Regions from separate parts of the Rattus norvegicus genome. Here region 1 is linked to region 2. The links are chromatin contacts, called in public Hi-C maps. All regions are on one chromosome and are shown on one strand. The core of a region is the stretch at or near the end of the contact, and the rest is flanking DNA. Distances in the headings are between cores, read along the strand shown.

Evidence for each region. A called contact is a pair of places that touch in the nucleus more often than the background predicts.
Region 1: a Hi-C map of psoas muscle shows a contact between it and region 2, with 3 times the contacts expected there. The contact joins two enhancer-like sites. A contact is called at or near these places in 4 of 12 Hi-C or Micro-C datasets (frontal cortex, hepatocytes, liver and 1 more).

The regions. Positions count from the first base shown.
Region 1 is chr3:35,808,166-35,816,068 of GRCr8, forward strand. It overlaps LOC120101521 (a long non-coding RNA gene), which reads right to left. Exons shown (of 3, transcript XR_005502079.2): 3 at 7,518-7,903. Among named protein-coding and RNA genes, the nearest start is that of Plpp7, 30 kb to the left of the region's middle. Within about 2 kb of position 5,561, at least 5 of the 93 cell types and tissues checked have an H3K27ac peak or open chromatin away from gene starts, as enhancers often do.
Region 2 is chr3:35,770,868-35,777,720 of GRCr8, forward strand. It overlaps LOC134486353 (a long non-coding RNA gene), which reads left to right and starts at 869. Exons shown (of 2, transcript XR_010065158.1): 1 at 869-2,847; 2 at 3,602-6,853. It also overlaps a transcript of Fam78a not described here. Within about 2 kb of position 4,339, at least 10 of the 93 cell types and tissues checked have an H3K27ac peak or open chromatin away from gene starts, as enhancers often do.

The DNA of each region.
Region 1 (7,903 bases), core at 4,311-6,810, 39 kb after region 2:
CTGATTTGCTCACCTTAAACTTTTTTTTTCTTTTCTTTTTTTCGGAGCTGGGGACCGAACCCAGGGCCTTGCCCTTGCTAGGCAAGCGCTCTACCACTGAGCTAAATCCCCAACCCCCACCTTAAACTTCTTATCCAACTATTTATCATTAGACAGACACAAGTGTCGTTTCTGTTACTTTGCGTTGTTTTGTTTTTAAGTTGAGATGGAGGCCTCCGGAGATGCCTCAGCAGGTAAAATGACTGCCGCCTGAACAGGAAGGTCTGAGTTGGAGAGGATGCTGGGACCCGGCGCTGAGCTGGCTTCTTCCACTTACTTAATATTTTATTTTAATATTAATATTTATTATATTATTTAATATTTTATGGGTGTATTTGGACTCATTCTGACTCATTTTGTACTGGTTCTGCCCTTTTGGTTCCTCTTTTCTCATCTCTTGGGCCTCTCTGAGTTGCTTTGATTGGCTTCTTCCCCTCTCTCTACTGGTGCGGATTACCTACTGCTCTCCATCTGTACCAGCGTGGGCTGAGGCTCAGTGGGTGGAGCACTTCACCAGCAAGTGCAGAGCCCTGGGTTGGTTCCCCAGCACCACGTAACCCAGACTTGGCAGTGCACACCCATAATCCCAACGCTCGGGAGGGATGGCAGGAAGATGAGGACTTCAAGAGCATCCTTAGTTCAACTCCAGCCTGGGCTACCTTGAGATCTATCTCGAAAGAAAGACAGACAGGAAGGAAGGAAGGAAGGAAGGAAGGAAGGAAGGAAGGAAGAGAGGGGACAAGGGAGGGAGGAAGAAAAGAAAAGAAAAAAAGTGAACCTAGGATTGACCTCTGGTTTCCATATTTACAGGCATACATGAGCATCCACAGACATGAACATACACACACACACACACACACACACACACACTCACACACACACACACACATACACAGACACACTCACACACACTTAAACACACAGACATACACACACTCACACACTCAAACACACAGACACACACACTCACACACACAGAGACACACACATGCACACTAACACACAGACATATACACACTCACACACAAACTCACACAGTCACACACAAACACACACAGACATATACACACTCACACACACGCACACTCAAGCACACACACACACACACACACACACACACACACACACGTGTATGTGTGTCTGTCCTTTCCTGAGCCCCTGTTGTCAGCTTTATCTCCTGGCACCTTAGTGTCATAGTATAGGTGACACATTGACCAATCCATGTTCCCAGTCAGAGCTGTCCCTTAGGTATCTGCAGCCTTTCCGGGCTTTCAAGTTCACCTCAGCAGGCTTGCCTTTATGTACAAATCAATCTCTGTCCATGAGGTCATGACTCCCGTTGACTTAGAGCTCCTTTTTGGCATCTGCCTTCAGAAAGGACACGCTAAGCTTCTGCCTGATGCTTTGTGTCACAGCTTCAATCCCTCCATACCATGGTTGCCGTGGGAACCAGGCCTCCAGCGTCCCAGCCCACCCGGACACTCCAGAAGTCTGGTTCCATGTTGTACCCTAGCACCTCCGTACCCACATTTCACTCTAGACATGTGAACCCCATTCCTGCTTGCTTAGCATCTGTCACTTAGGCTGTGTGCTGCCACACTAGGTGGCCCAGGTGTCTTTGTTCCTATCTTTCCCCTGAATGTTCCCCTATGAGGCCTTGCGGGCAGAACTACAGGGAGCCTTGGTCTCAGGGGCCTTCTGTGCCTGGGTGACCTAAGCCTTTGTCTCCTTTTGGTCTGTTGCTTCTGTGCACTTGAGCGCTGGAAGATCACCGAGGTTCTTTGGTGCCTGTGCAGGGTCTGGAAGGCTCCCCCGTGGCCAAGTGTGTAGTAGGTGGGTGTACATTGTGTCTTGATGCTCCCAGAGACCAGAAGAGGGCGCTAGATCTCCTGGAGCTGGAGTGACAGGCGGAGTTATGTACTCACACAAATACATACATTCATACAAATAATTAAAAAAAATTTAAAAAGTTAAAGAGGTTGGCATATGATTGCCAACTGAGCAATAGTAGGTGTGTTTGTATTTTTGTATTTGGGTTTTTGGAAGGGGTGTGTGTGTGTGTGTGTGTGTGTGTGTGTGTGTGTGTGTTTCAGTGCCTTGCTCTGTAGTTTTAGGCTAGCTTCAAACTCTTTTTCCTTGGCCTCTTAAGTGCTCAGACTATATATAGGTGTGCATCAAAACACCCAGCTCTCTAAGTGTTTGTGTGTATATATATAGAAGAGGCTTTCAGAGGTGCCTACTATATGTCCTCTGTCTGTCTGTCTGTCTGTCTGTCTGTCTATGTCTCCCTGGCTGTACTCACTCAACTTATTATGTAGCCCAGGCTGACCTCTGACCCACGGAGGTACCTGCCTCTGCCTCTCAAGTGTTGGGATTATAGATGTGTGTGTGTGACCACATCCAGCCTAGGCCCTAGACTCTAATAAGCCCTTTAAGACAGTGCCACCTAAGACACAAACTTCCATTGTTCATAGCTTAAATAATACGAGAATTGAAGCCAGGCAGTGGTGGTGCACACCTCTAATCCCAGCACTTGGGAGGCAGAGGCAGGTGGATCTCCAAGGTTGAGGCTAGCCTGGTCTACAGATCGAGTTCCAGGACAGCCAGGGCTATACAGAGAACAGAGAAAAACTGTTTCAAAACACAACACACACACAGAGAGGGGGGGGGGAGAAAGGAAGGAAGGACAGAAGGAAGAATGAAAGAGAGAAAGGAAGGAAGGAAGGAAGGAAGGAAGGATAAAATTAGAAAATGAAAGCTGGGTGTACTGGCACATCTTTAATCCTAGCACTCAGGAGGCAGAGGCAGGCAGATCTCTGTGAGTCTGAGGCCAGCCTGGTCTACAGGGCAAGTTTCAGGACAGAACAACATATGTGAGACCCTGTCGAAAAGAAAGGAAAGGAAAGGAAAGGAAAAGGAAGGGAAGGGAAGGGAAGGGAAGGGAAAAGAAGGGAAGGGAAGGGAAGAGAAGGGAAGGGAAGGGAAGGGAAGGAAAGGATAAATGGAGACTCAACCAAACCAGGAAGGTTCAGTCTCCTGAATCCTGTCTCAAACCTTCCACTCCCTAGCCCTGCAGGTAACCGGTGGTAGGTTACCCTTGCCATAGATTACCAAACACACATGTGGTCTTTGCCACAGTCTATACTCTGTGAAGCAGCCTGCTCTCTGTTCTGTCTCAGTAGCTGTGGTGAGAAGCCCTCCCACAAACCAGGTGCTCCCTTTTCTTAGGGGAAAACCAGACCTCAGAGAAAGGTGTTAGGGAGCCTCCCCACCTCTGGGGAGTCACCCACTGGCTCCTGGGAACAGATTTTCAGCTTCCTTGCTCCAGCCCCAGCAGGGGTCCTTAGCTAGCCAGTCCATTCCGGGCTGAAGGCTGACCCCGCAGGGCTGACCCCAACTGTGTTTTCTCAAACTGTCTGAAGAAACAGCTCTGCAGTGTGGCTTCCTATGAGATAACCCGAGTTTCCCCTGGTGCCCCTTCTCACGTGGCCCGGAAGACTACGGGCTCTATCTTACTCTGTACAGGAAGAAAGAGCCTGGGTTGGAATGTGTCTCCTGATAACAGGATTATGAAGGGCTGGGATCCGGGTTGGCTACTCGTCCCAGGCTCTCGGGGATGTGTGGGACTCATTGATAAGGGTTCTCTGCAGGGGCCTTGGAGCTGAAGCCGTGCTACGGACCAGAGCTGAGAAAGGGTCTCAGACCTGGGTCCCATGGGGGCTTAGCATAGGCTATGTCTTGTGGTGTAGGAGGAGGGGGAGGAAGGAAAGGCCCTCAGAGTGTCCCAGAGGCCAGGAGGAACATGCCAGGTGTATGCAGCCTCTAACCCTTGGTCAAATCCTACAGATACCACAGGGAAGGACTGAGTTACGCAACCCATGATTTGCTGGGCCTGGTGGTACCGGCCTGAAATCGCAGCACTTGGACAGCAGAGGCAGCATGAGCTCATGTTTGAGACTATCTTGAGCTACACAGTGAGCCTGGTGTGGTGTTGCACACCGGAGGTAGAAGCAGGCGGATCTCTGTGAGTTCGAGGCCAGCCTGGCCTACAAATAGAGATCAGGGAAGCCAGAGCTAGTCACACTGTTTTATCCCCAGCACTTCATAAAGCAGCTTCTCAGGATCTGGAGGTCAGAGGGTCAGAAGTTCAATCATCCTTGGCCACAGAGTGGATTTGTAGTCAGTCTAGGTTACAGAAATAATAATTATTACTATTTTTACCATTATCAAGATGGTGGTGACGGTGGTGGTGGTGATGGTGGTGGTGATGGTGATGATGGTGATGGTGGTGATGGTGATGATGGTGATGGTGGTGATGGTGATGATGGTGGTGGTGGTGATGGTGGTGGTGATGGTGATGATGGTGATGGTGGTGATGGTGATGATGGTGATGGTGGTGATGGTGATGATGATGGTGATGGTGGTGATGGTGATGATGATGGTGATGGTGGTGATGGTGATGATGATGATGATGATGGTGATGGTGGTGATGATGGTGATGATGGTGATGGTGGTGATGATGGTGATGGTGGTGATGGTGATGATGAATGGATGGATATGTGAGTATCAGCTCCAGAATCAGTTCAGGCTTGAGCTCAAAACCATCTCTCATCCCTTAGGAGCAGATGGCTTTGTCTTGTAGGTGTCCGTGTCTCCATTCTGAGGAGACAGTAGGTATGGGTTTTATGCTCAAGATGGAATCTAGTGGCCCCCAAAACTCTCAGCAGATAGCCTTCACAGCATGATGCTGGAATGTTGATGGCCAGGTGGCCAAGGAGTGAGCCTGTTCTTACAAAGTCATGAGCAAGCCTACGACAGCTATGCCAGAAAGGTGGCAGAGGCCTGGGGAGGCTCCTGGAGTCTGGGACAGGAAAGGTTACAGAGGCCACAGAGCCAGAGCCGAGAGCCTCTGTCTGAGGTATCTGGACCCTCAGTCCTTCCTCTCATCTGCCTCTTCACTGTCATAGCTGGCCCCATGTGGGTGCCTTGCCCCATCAGCCAGTGCCTACCCAGATTAACCAGGTCCCTGGAAGCTAATGCTACATGGGTGCCTTCGATAGCTTAAACACGGGGCTCCTAGTAGAGTCCACTTGACTGTGACTGGGGCCTTGTGTAGGCAGATGATGAGCTGACTAGTAGGAGCCCTGGCTTCCCAGATGGGCACACAGCGGGCCCTCCCCAAAGCCATTTTTAGAATAATCCTTGTAGCTCAGCACCAGAGCATTTAACTCTCTCTGAGGACAGCCCCAAGTTGGGCACTGGCTGCCACTTACCATAGAGGGTTCAGCCTGAGGTGGACAGTGCAGGTGGGAGGGAGGAAACACTGGAGTCAAGAGTGTTCCTGCTACCAAGACATACCCTGCTATGTCTTGTGATTTTGCAACTCAAGAGCCCCCTGACTCAGCAGTGTATTAATAACCCTGGCTGGTTCCCAGGGGACCAGCTCTGCCAGGGGCCAGTCAGAAAGGACTTCCAGACAGGAACTCCTTGTATCCATGGCTAATCCCACACCTCCTGGCTGCTTCCTCATTTCTCCCCTCCCCCAACTCCCTGCTGCCCCAGAGCCCACCTTCTCTACAAGGAATCTTAGGGATAGACCTCCCTCCCCACCCTTAAGCAGTCCCTTATAGCTCTCCAGGCTTAAGAGAGCCACCTGAAAGGGAGCTGGGAGAGAAGACGGGACAGCGGTGGAGGAGAGGACAACATCTGGGCTGTTAAGCCAGAGCCACGTTCAGCCCCAGCCTCTGGTTTCTGTTGTGGCCACCTGCAAGTTCCCACTTAATAACGTTGGACTTTTGTTTCTTGCTGTAAAGTGGGCATCTTACTGGGGCTTCTCATTTCTGGGTTTGCTGTGAGGACAAAATGTAGTAGTTGTCACAAAGAGCAAGTCTTGGGACTGACATCTTGTCATCCCTGTAACCGCATCTCTGGGTCTCCACATACCTTGTAGGCAGCACATTCTAGACTGAGTTTCCGTCTTCCTGCGCCCTCTAGTGTTTACAAGCTGTTGTTGCAGCAGGATCGATCTTCGTGGACTCATGCCTGTTTCTTTTTTCGTTTTTGGTTTCTTTGGGTTTTTCCTTCCCTCTCTTCCTCCTTTCATTCTCTTTCCTTTTTTTCTGCTTGTTTTTTTTGAGACAGGATCTTTTGTAGCCCAGACTGGCCTGCAATTCTCTATTTAGCTGAAAGTAACCCTCCCTCCTCCTCCCCAGTACTAGAATCATAGGATAAGCAAATATGCCCCCTCCTTTCTGGAGCTCAAACTGGTTCTCCCATCCTTGGGGTGAGCCCTGGCTTTTTGGGTGCTGGGGATGGAAGCCTGGGCTCCCTGCATGCTAGGACAGTTCTTTCAACTGAATACAATCTTTAGCCCCCATCAGGTATCCTTTCTGATCCAAGCCTCTGTAGCAAAGCAGACTACAAATGGAGACAGGGGTCCCCTCCCCCTTCCCTTTGGATGCTCAAAAAGACCGGACAGAATGATTTGGGTACTTGTGAGCTAAGCCCTGGGATCTGGACTCAATGTGGGACAAACCACAAGGTCTCTGAACTCCTGAGTCTTTATCTGCAAAGAGGCCCTGAGACCTTGTGGGGAGGTGTTGGAGAGAGGGACTGGAGGACCCAGGAGGAGGCAGCCAGAGAGACCACAGCTGATAAACAAGAGTAGAGGAGGGCTCTTGAAAGATCTAAGAGGGTATAAAGCCCATGAAGGTCAAAGTTATCCAGGCTGGTGGGGAGCCAGGCACAGAAGGCTAAGTGTCACTATGACTGCAGTAGGGTGCAGAGCAATGATCCCAGGTTGCGGGGCCATATGGACCAGTGTCCCATCCAAGCCCAGCCCATCAGCCAGTATCCTTGTGGCCTGATGCTAACCTCAGTTTTTCCCATCTGCAGCATTAGCCAGGGCTAGCCCTCAGTCTGTTTACGAGGCACAGACCTCCAGCTAGCCCTGGCATAGGGTTCCTGAAGAGCTCTCATACCCTCCAGCCCGGCCATGAGCATCCATCCTGACCTCAGCCAGGGTATGCAGTAGAGACATGATGGATGGAGTTTTGCCCCGAGGATGTGATGTGAAAACTTAGCCTGTCTGTCTCTCTTAGCTTACAGAGGGTTAACAGTTGAGTTGTGCTCCCCATAAAGTATTGATGTGTTGGGACCTAACCATAGGCCCTCAGATATGACATTATGAAGCTACAGTAAGGTCACCTGGGTGGCCCTAGCTTACTAAGATCCCTTTATTAAAAAAAAAAAAACAAAACAAAACAAAAACCCCAGCTCCGAAAAAAGAAAAAGAAAAAAAAATAGGGGTTGGGGATTTAGCTCAGTGGTAGAGCGCTTACCTAGCAAGCACAAGGCCCTGGTTTCCAAAAATAAATAAATAAATAAATAAATAAATAAATAAATAAATAAATAAATAAATAAATAAATAAAATAAAAAATAAATAAATAAACCCAGAAAACAAACAAGCAAACCACAGCTTACACCAGGCCCAGGGTTTGAGCCCCAGACCTAGCAAACAGAACGGGTGAAATTAGGAACTGGGAGCGCTACTCGCAAGTGTGAGGAACTGAGGTCAGCCCCTTTGGCACCCGTGTAAAAGCCAGGAGCAGTAGTGTGCATCTGCAATCCCGCCCTGGGGGACAGAGACAGGAGGCATGCTGGCCACAGTCAGGCTGACATGCTGAAGTCCAGGTTCACTGAGAAACCTCGCCTCAAAAAAAAAAAAAAAAAAAATAGAGTCAACTGAAAACACACACGCGGTGGGGCGGGCAGGGAGGGTTCCGAGCAGAGAGAAGAGCACATGAAGGCACAGGAAGAGGGGTCTGTGCAGACAGAAGGTGGCAGCCATGCATTCACAAGGAA
Region 2 (6,853 bases), core at 3,089-5,588:
CGGGGCGCGCGCCTCCGCCGAGGAACTTTAGCAGTCAGGTCCCCACCCAGGGGACGTCGCGAACTCACCTGCCCCTAGGGCCGCTCCAGGTGCCTGGGTCACCGCCCTCCGGTCTCCCCTAACCTCTCTGCCCGTACGTTCTCGAGGCGCCCCCTCCCTGGGCTGTATCCCTTGGCGCTTGTCTACTAGGGTCTGGGGATGGCGTGGGCGCCTCGGATCCCCAAGTCTCTCCTGGCTCCGGGCTGCTGTGGGGATGGCCGGGGGCGGAGGGCTGAGGCTCGGGGCTCTCTCGCCCCCACCCCGAGCGCCTCCTTATTTTACGATCATTATGAGTGTGCTGTCACCGCTCTGCCCCGCCGTCGCGCCGCAGCCGCCTGGCGCGCCCCGTGCCGCCTCGCTCTGCTGCAGCATCGGAAAGGCAACCAGGTCAAACTTTGCAGAAACTCGGCCCCTGCGCCGGCCTGGCCCCTGTGTTCGTCTGCAGCCGCGCGACAACGCGCACCGGCGCACGCAGGACCGGCGCTCGCCGGTGCGCCCCGCGGGATGCAGGTCCGCAGGCGGCGGCCGGCAGGCGGGCAGGCGCCGCCTCCTCCTCCAGCCCTCCGGGCTCTCCACCCTAGCTCCGGCACTCAGCTCACCCTCCCCCCTGGTTAGCCCTCTCTCTTTCCCAGTCTCTGCAGCTGCTGGGGGAGTTGAGCCTCTTCTTGCATAAACGACATTTCCTTTTTTTCTAACCCTAGGAATTCTGGGTAGTGTAGTTCTGTGTCTTTCTCGGGTCCTGGGGTTGGGGGTGTTCCTACTGCCCTTTGACTTCTGGATGCCAGCAGCTTTCCAGTTCAGGAGACTTGGGGCCTCCTGGGAATTCTAGCTGCCGGAGTTGGTGGTTAGGTGGAAAGTGTGGAGGTTTTGGGAGTTTCCAAGACTTGGGAAGGTTTGGAGGGTGGGAAAAGTCGGTGTCGCCGAACCCCTAAGCCCATGTTGATCATTTGTATGTGCAGTATGGTCAGAGGATGGTCAGCTAGTTGGTCCTAAGTGTGTAAGAAGTTTACATTCATCAGACACTGAGTCAAAAAGCTCTTTATGTCTCGCAGAGGAAAAAAGTACCCAGAGAGGAAGACTGAAAAGACCTGCACCCACCACCCAACCTGGCAGGTGTCCCTGCTGAGACCATCTGGTGGTCTCAGCTGAGCTTCTAAGGAGTGGGAGAGCTAGAACCTAAGTAACCTCAGGCCTTAGCTCCACCCCACCCCTACCGTGCAGTTACCTTCTAGATAAAGGACAGTTTGTGACATCAGAAAAACCTGCCAGTCACACTAAGGGCACACCCCACCACAGCTCCTTAACTCTGACTTTCAGAGCTGTGCACAGTAGGCACAGGGTAAGTGTCTGCAGTCAGACCCAAAGCTGGAATCCACTGAGCTCCTGAGAGGGCAGAAACTGGAGAGGACATTTCTGCCACATCGGGAGGGTCTCAGCCACAGCAGGAAATGACCAGTTAAAGTGGCTGCTTCTCTTCCCAGCCACATTCTCAACCTGACCATTGTCACTGTCCCCTGGGCATAGCGAGTAGGGCAATATCCTTTCCCAACCAACTTTCGAGTGATGAGTATATCCAGGCCTGCCTGATTTAAGACCGCAGCAGTGTATGGTCCCCTAAGAGCCTCAAAGTTGGCAGTCTTTCCTGAGTGGCCAAAGTGCTTCCATGAAAACTCAGATGTTCTCTCAGAAACAAGACACACCAAGTTCCAGGCTGCTCCGGGTGTCTGTGTGTGGCCATGTATTTCTTATGGAAAAGAGGCCACAGGCTACACTGCCCAACTACATGGGGATGCCTCCAGAGGTGGTTTCTTGGGGGAGGGGGTTCCCCTGAAGCTCCTCAGAAGCGATAGTACTTCATAGGTCATAGCCCATGAGCTTGCGATGGTGACAGAGCGCCACAGAACCAATTCACTGTGTGAAACACCAGCCGCATCTTTTTTTTTTTCTTTTTTTTTTTTTCGGAGCTGGGGACCGAACCCAGGGCCTTGAGCTTGCTAGGTAAGTGCTCTACCACTGAGCTAAATCCCCAACCCTGCCAGCCGCATCTTTATCATTCGCTTTGAACTGGGCAAGTGGACAACAGAACACCAGAGACCATGAGAGTGAAATTTGGGTCCCGGTCTCACTCTTAACTGCCCTCCGGGAACCACACTCTTGTCTGCTAAGACTGATTCCTCTGAACTAAGATGGCCTGGCTACCAGAGCAGGTCCACAGGTAAGGGTTTGTGCAGCAGAATGGGACCTCCCTTCGCTGCCTCCCTCATCTCATCATCCCCTGTGAAGAACCTCACCTTGACCTGCAGGGGATTGGCCTAGGGTTAGGAGTTGCAGGACTATACCTGAAGTGGCTCCTGCAGGGGCGGCCAGAACCGAGTGTCTGAATGGATAGAGCTCACTTGTAAAATCGTGCAACCCAGCTCCTGATCTGCCTGCTTGCACACTCCTGGGTCTCACTGACTCTTCCACCTCCCCACACAGCCTGAACTCGAATGGCATTCCCCGAAGCTTTGTGTCAGCCTCTTCATACGTGGAGGGTCAGGATGTGCCCATGGGAATGTAAGACGCCACTGTCTACGGAGCAGAACAGAGGGACATCTGTTAGAGAAATGTTCTCCACCGTTGAACTCACACCGTCCCCTTCCCTTCTCCTTTGCCATAACCTAGGTCAGGACTGCACAGCCCTGGTACCTTGGACTAGAGAGATCATGACTACTCAAAGCCATACAAGTCAGAGGCAAAAAAAATAGCACGCAGCCCTGAACAAGCCCTGAGAGGCCCATGACAAGGCCCCAGCACAGCATCTCCCTGGTGAGCAGACTGAGGTGGGGCTTCTGCACACATTATTTTCACAGTCTTGGCAATAGCCCCTAAGCTAGACCTTTTCATCTCACTGCACAGATGACACAGGTGCCTGGTGTGTTTGGGGACTGGGGTAGAAGGGTGACAGTTGAACCCTGAGTGAGTAGATGGAGTGAGCTATCTGACCAGCAGTCCCTGTGTAGGGTCATGTTCAGTGACTGCCACAGATAGTAGTCACAAGGCTCACTAAGTATTGTAAACCAACCTGCATTTAGGGCCACAGCAGACTTGCCAAGAGCTCACTACCTCCAAAAGCAAGGTCCTCATGTGTCCAGAAAGACATTTTTAGAGAGAGGAAGTCCTCAAACTATGGAGGGAAGTCTGAAGAACTGGGATTCTGTTGCCCCTGAGAAGCAGAACTCTCGCCCCAACTGTTTAGAACCAGACAGAAAGCCAATGGGGAAGTTTGGAATGGCCACAAAGGACAGGTGGGTGGAGCCAAAATCCCTAGCCAGTCTGCTGGAGGGGTTTGCAGCAGAAAGATAGGCACGGATCTGGGTAAGGCTGGATTAGCCCAAAGGTAGACAGGCTAGACCTCAAGTCCCCTGGCCCCAGCTCAGTGATATGACTCTCCATGGAGGGACAGTAGCCAGGCATAGGGGACAGCAGGGAGGCAGAGACAAGTGCATACAACCCACTGTCTGATCTGTCTGTGAACCTATTACACTCTCTCGGCCAAATGCTCCAAACCACGTTCTCCCAGGGGCAGCATTGGCTTGGGGCCTCCCCATGTGCCTCTCCATCATCTTTTGCTACTGATCACCGAATACCTTGGCTGGACACTTGATCCTCCTCAGTCAGCAGGACATACATCCCCATGGGGCAGAAGGGTGAGGGACAACTCCAGGAATGAGGTACAAAAGCATGAATTAGCATAAATAATGAATAAGTATGAATTGATGTTCATGGTGGCTACAAGAATCAGTCTCATCAATCAGGAAGTGGACGGCTCAGTTGTCTTGATGTGCAGTTTAATTTTGAGCTGGGAGTGGAATGGAAGAAGCACACATCAAGGCTTGAGGTGCGGGGTGAGCTGGGGGAGCGGTGCCCACACATCTGTGCCTGTGTGTTTTAATGTGTGATGGTGTGAGTGAGCCTCTGGTGGTGTGTCTGCGTTTGTTCTGGCGGTGTGGCCCTGCGTGTTTGTCTGTGGACTAGTCTCGTGGCCATGCACCCATATGAGTTGCTATGGGTGTCGGTGAGTACAGCTGTGGGTGTGGCTGTGGTGGAGGAGAGTGTGCGTGGGGTGTGTCCTGTGGAACTGTGGGGATGGCTGGTGGGCAGAGGCTGAGTGGAGGTCACTGCTGGTCTGGTGCCAAGTGCACCCGCAGTCGGCGCCCAGCGCGCTGGGTCCGCAAGGCTAGATAAAGCCTTCTGGCAGCGGATGCCTGTCAGTGTGCACGGTCTCCCAGGGCCCTGGAATACGGCCTCTATCGCCCGGCTGACGCCACCCTGCGTGTGCGGAGCCGCGGCTAAGGCACCCGCTCTGGCCCCAGCCCAGGGTGAGCGGTGCCCAAGGCGCGGAGCCTCTGGGGGAAGACAGAGGGGGGCGACAGCAGGATGGGCGCGGCCTCGGATCCGGTGCGGCACTGAGAGTTCTCCAAGGTGCTAAAATAAACCGAGCGAAGGATCAGGTTTCCCGACCAAAATAACCCAGCAGCAGCCTTAGAAATGTGAACCGGGAAAGTGATCCCTGGCGCGCGCCAGCGCTGGAGGCGGTGATGAAAGCTGCTTCCCGTGGTGCTGGGGGCGGGAGGGTGGGGTGGGGTGGGGTGCTACTGGCCAAGGAGCGGTCGCCCCTCCAAACTCTGGTCCACCTCCCTTTCTCTTCTGTGGTCATTACTTCTGAGAGCAGCCTCCTGTTGGCCTTTGGGCTGTGACGGCCAGGTGTGCAATTTCTTAGAGCCAGGCTCTGAACTCCGCCTACTGTGTACCAGAGCCTGCCTAGCCGTGTGAACAGGCAGTGTGAACAGGCAACAGTAGCAGCACCCAGGGACTGCCACCTTGCATGGAGAACATTAAAAAATAAGTAGTACAAGGGTGTTAATTGACACAGATTTTAGTAAACAAACAAAAAACTGAAGAATGTCAGAACACAGGGCACCCTACTGGCTGGCACCCTACTGGCTGGCTCACTTGGGGTGAGCCTGGGTGGTGAGTTCCTTTGCTTCTGAGCTTTGATTTTTCTCCTCGATGCTACTGGGTCAGAGTGCACGTGTGTGCAGTGGCTGGGGCAGGTGAAATACCCAAGGCCAGACTCATACAAACAAGTATTCAGAACATGCTTCTGGTAACTGTGCTTGTGAATATCAACATTGGGTTTATCCCAAACATTCAAGACAGCAAACTGGTCCAGCTGCCAGAAACTCCTGCTCTTGAGAGAAAGAGAAGTAGTGTAGTCACATGGTCTGGGATCGTGTTGTACAACAGTCTCCTCCAAGACTGAAACATTCCATTCCGCAAAGCGGGGGCAGGCAGGCAACTCAAAATAGCTTCAGGAAGTCCCTGAAACAAACCAGATTCACTAGGTCACCTCCCTGCCAGAGTAAGCAATAAAAGCTACAACAAAGATTCTCAGACAAGCAAGGCTGCAAAGAAGACTCTGAGACCAGACCAGCTACCTGGAAGAGATTTAGATCGACTGAGTCACTTGGAAAGGACACTCTTCAATCTGTTGAATTGCCTGCAGGCACCCCAGTTTGCCATCTTTTGTGATATTCCTTGTTCATGTTCCTGTAGATAGCCCCAGTAAAACTCATAGCTCACTAAGTTGGATTGGTAGTATCTGTACTTTGGTCTGCCGTGGGTTCCCTGTCTAGGGAAATACTTGTGTGTGTTGTACCTCCCCAGGAAAAGCATTGCTATACAACACCCAAGGCCTGGATCAGAACCTTAGTACCTGGGTCAGACACACTTAGCTCCCACCCCAGGTCTCCACAAGCAAGGCTTGGGGACGTGCCAGGAGGCGATGCCTCAGGGGAGCCAGGACATCTGTGGGGATAGGACTGTGGCATATTCCTCTTGTACTCTCTGCAGATCCTTGCACACAGTAGGACTCAGAATGTGACATGTGAAACCACACAGGCAGGAGACATCGATGCTATAGGGGGCATGTAGCCAGAAACACTTCTCTTGAGCCAAGAGTGTGTGAGACTAGAGGAGTCCTAGCTCTGCGCCTGGGACTTGTGGAGTTTGTATACAGCAACAGCCTAGGTTAGCCCACCAAAGCCTGCAGGAATGGCACGCCAATATCCTGTTTTGCTTACATCTGTTTATAGTCTGTTCTGGAATGCAGGGATGTGTATGCTCACCCCACGATAGTTTTTTTTTTTTTTTTTGGTTCTTTTTTTTGGAGCTGGGGACCGAACCCAGGGCCTTGCGCTTCCTAGGTAAGCGCTCTACCACTGAGCTAAATCCCCAGCCCCTCCACGATAGTTTTGAATGCAATAGCTACTAAATAAAAGCAAGAAAGGTGGAAAGGTTTTGACATAAGGGATGACCCCTCTATGTGGCAAAATGTCGGACACTTACTGAGAGAGAATAGGGGCCTGAGAGAGTGCTCAGCGGTTAGAGTGCTCGCTGCGCTTCCAGAAGATCCAGCTTCGACTTCTGGCACACACGTAACTGCTCACGAGCTCCTGTATCTCCAGTTCCAGGGGACCTGATGCCCTCTTCTGGCCTCTGCATACGTGGTGCACATAAAAAAAAAACACGCAGACAAAACACACACACACACACACACACACACACACACACTAAACAAACAAGCAAATAAGAATGAAGGAATGAAGCTGATTGTTGTGGAAAAGTGGTCAAATCTATCTTATTAAGTGTAAAAGATGTCAAATTCTAAAAGGCTGTAAAAGCTGATCATATCTCAAATGTGTATTTATATACGAATAGATATGATAAGCCCAGATTTCATTTGTTTTTTTTTAATTTTTTTAGATCTATT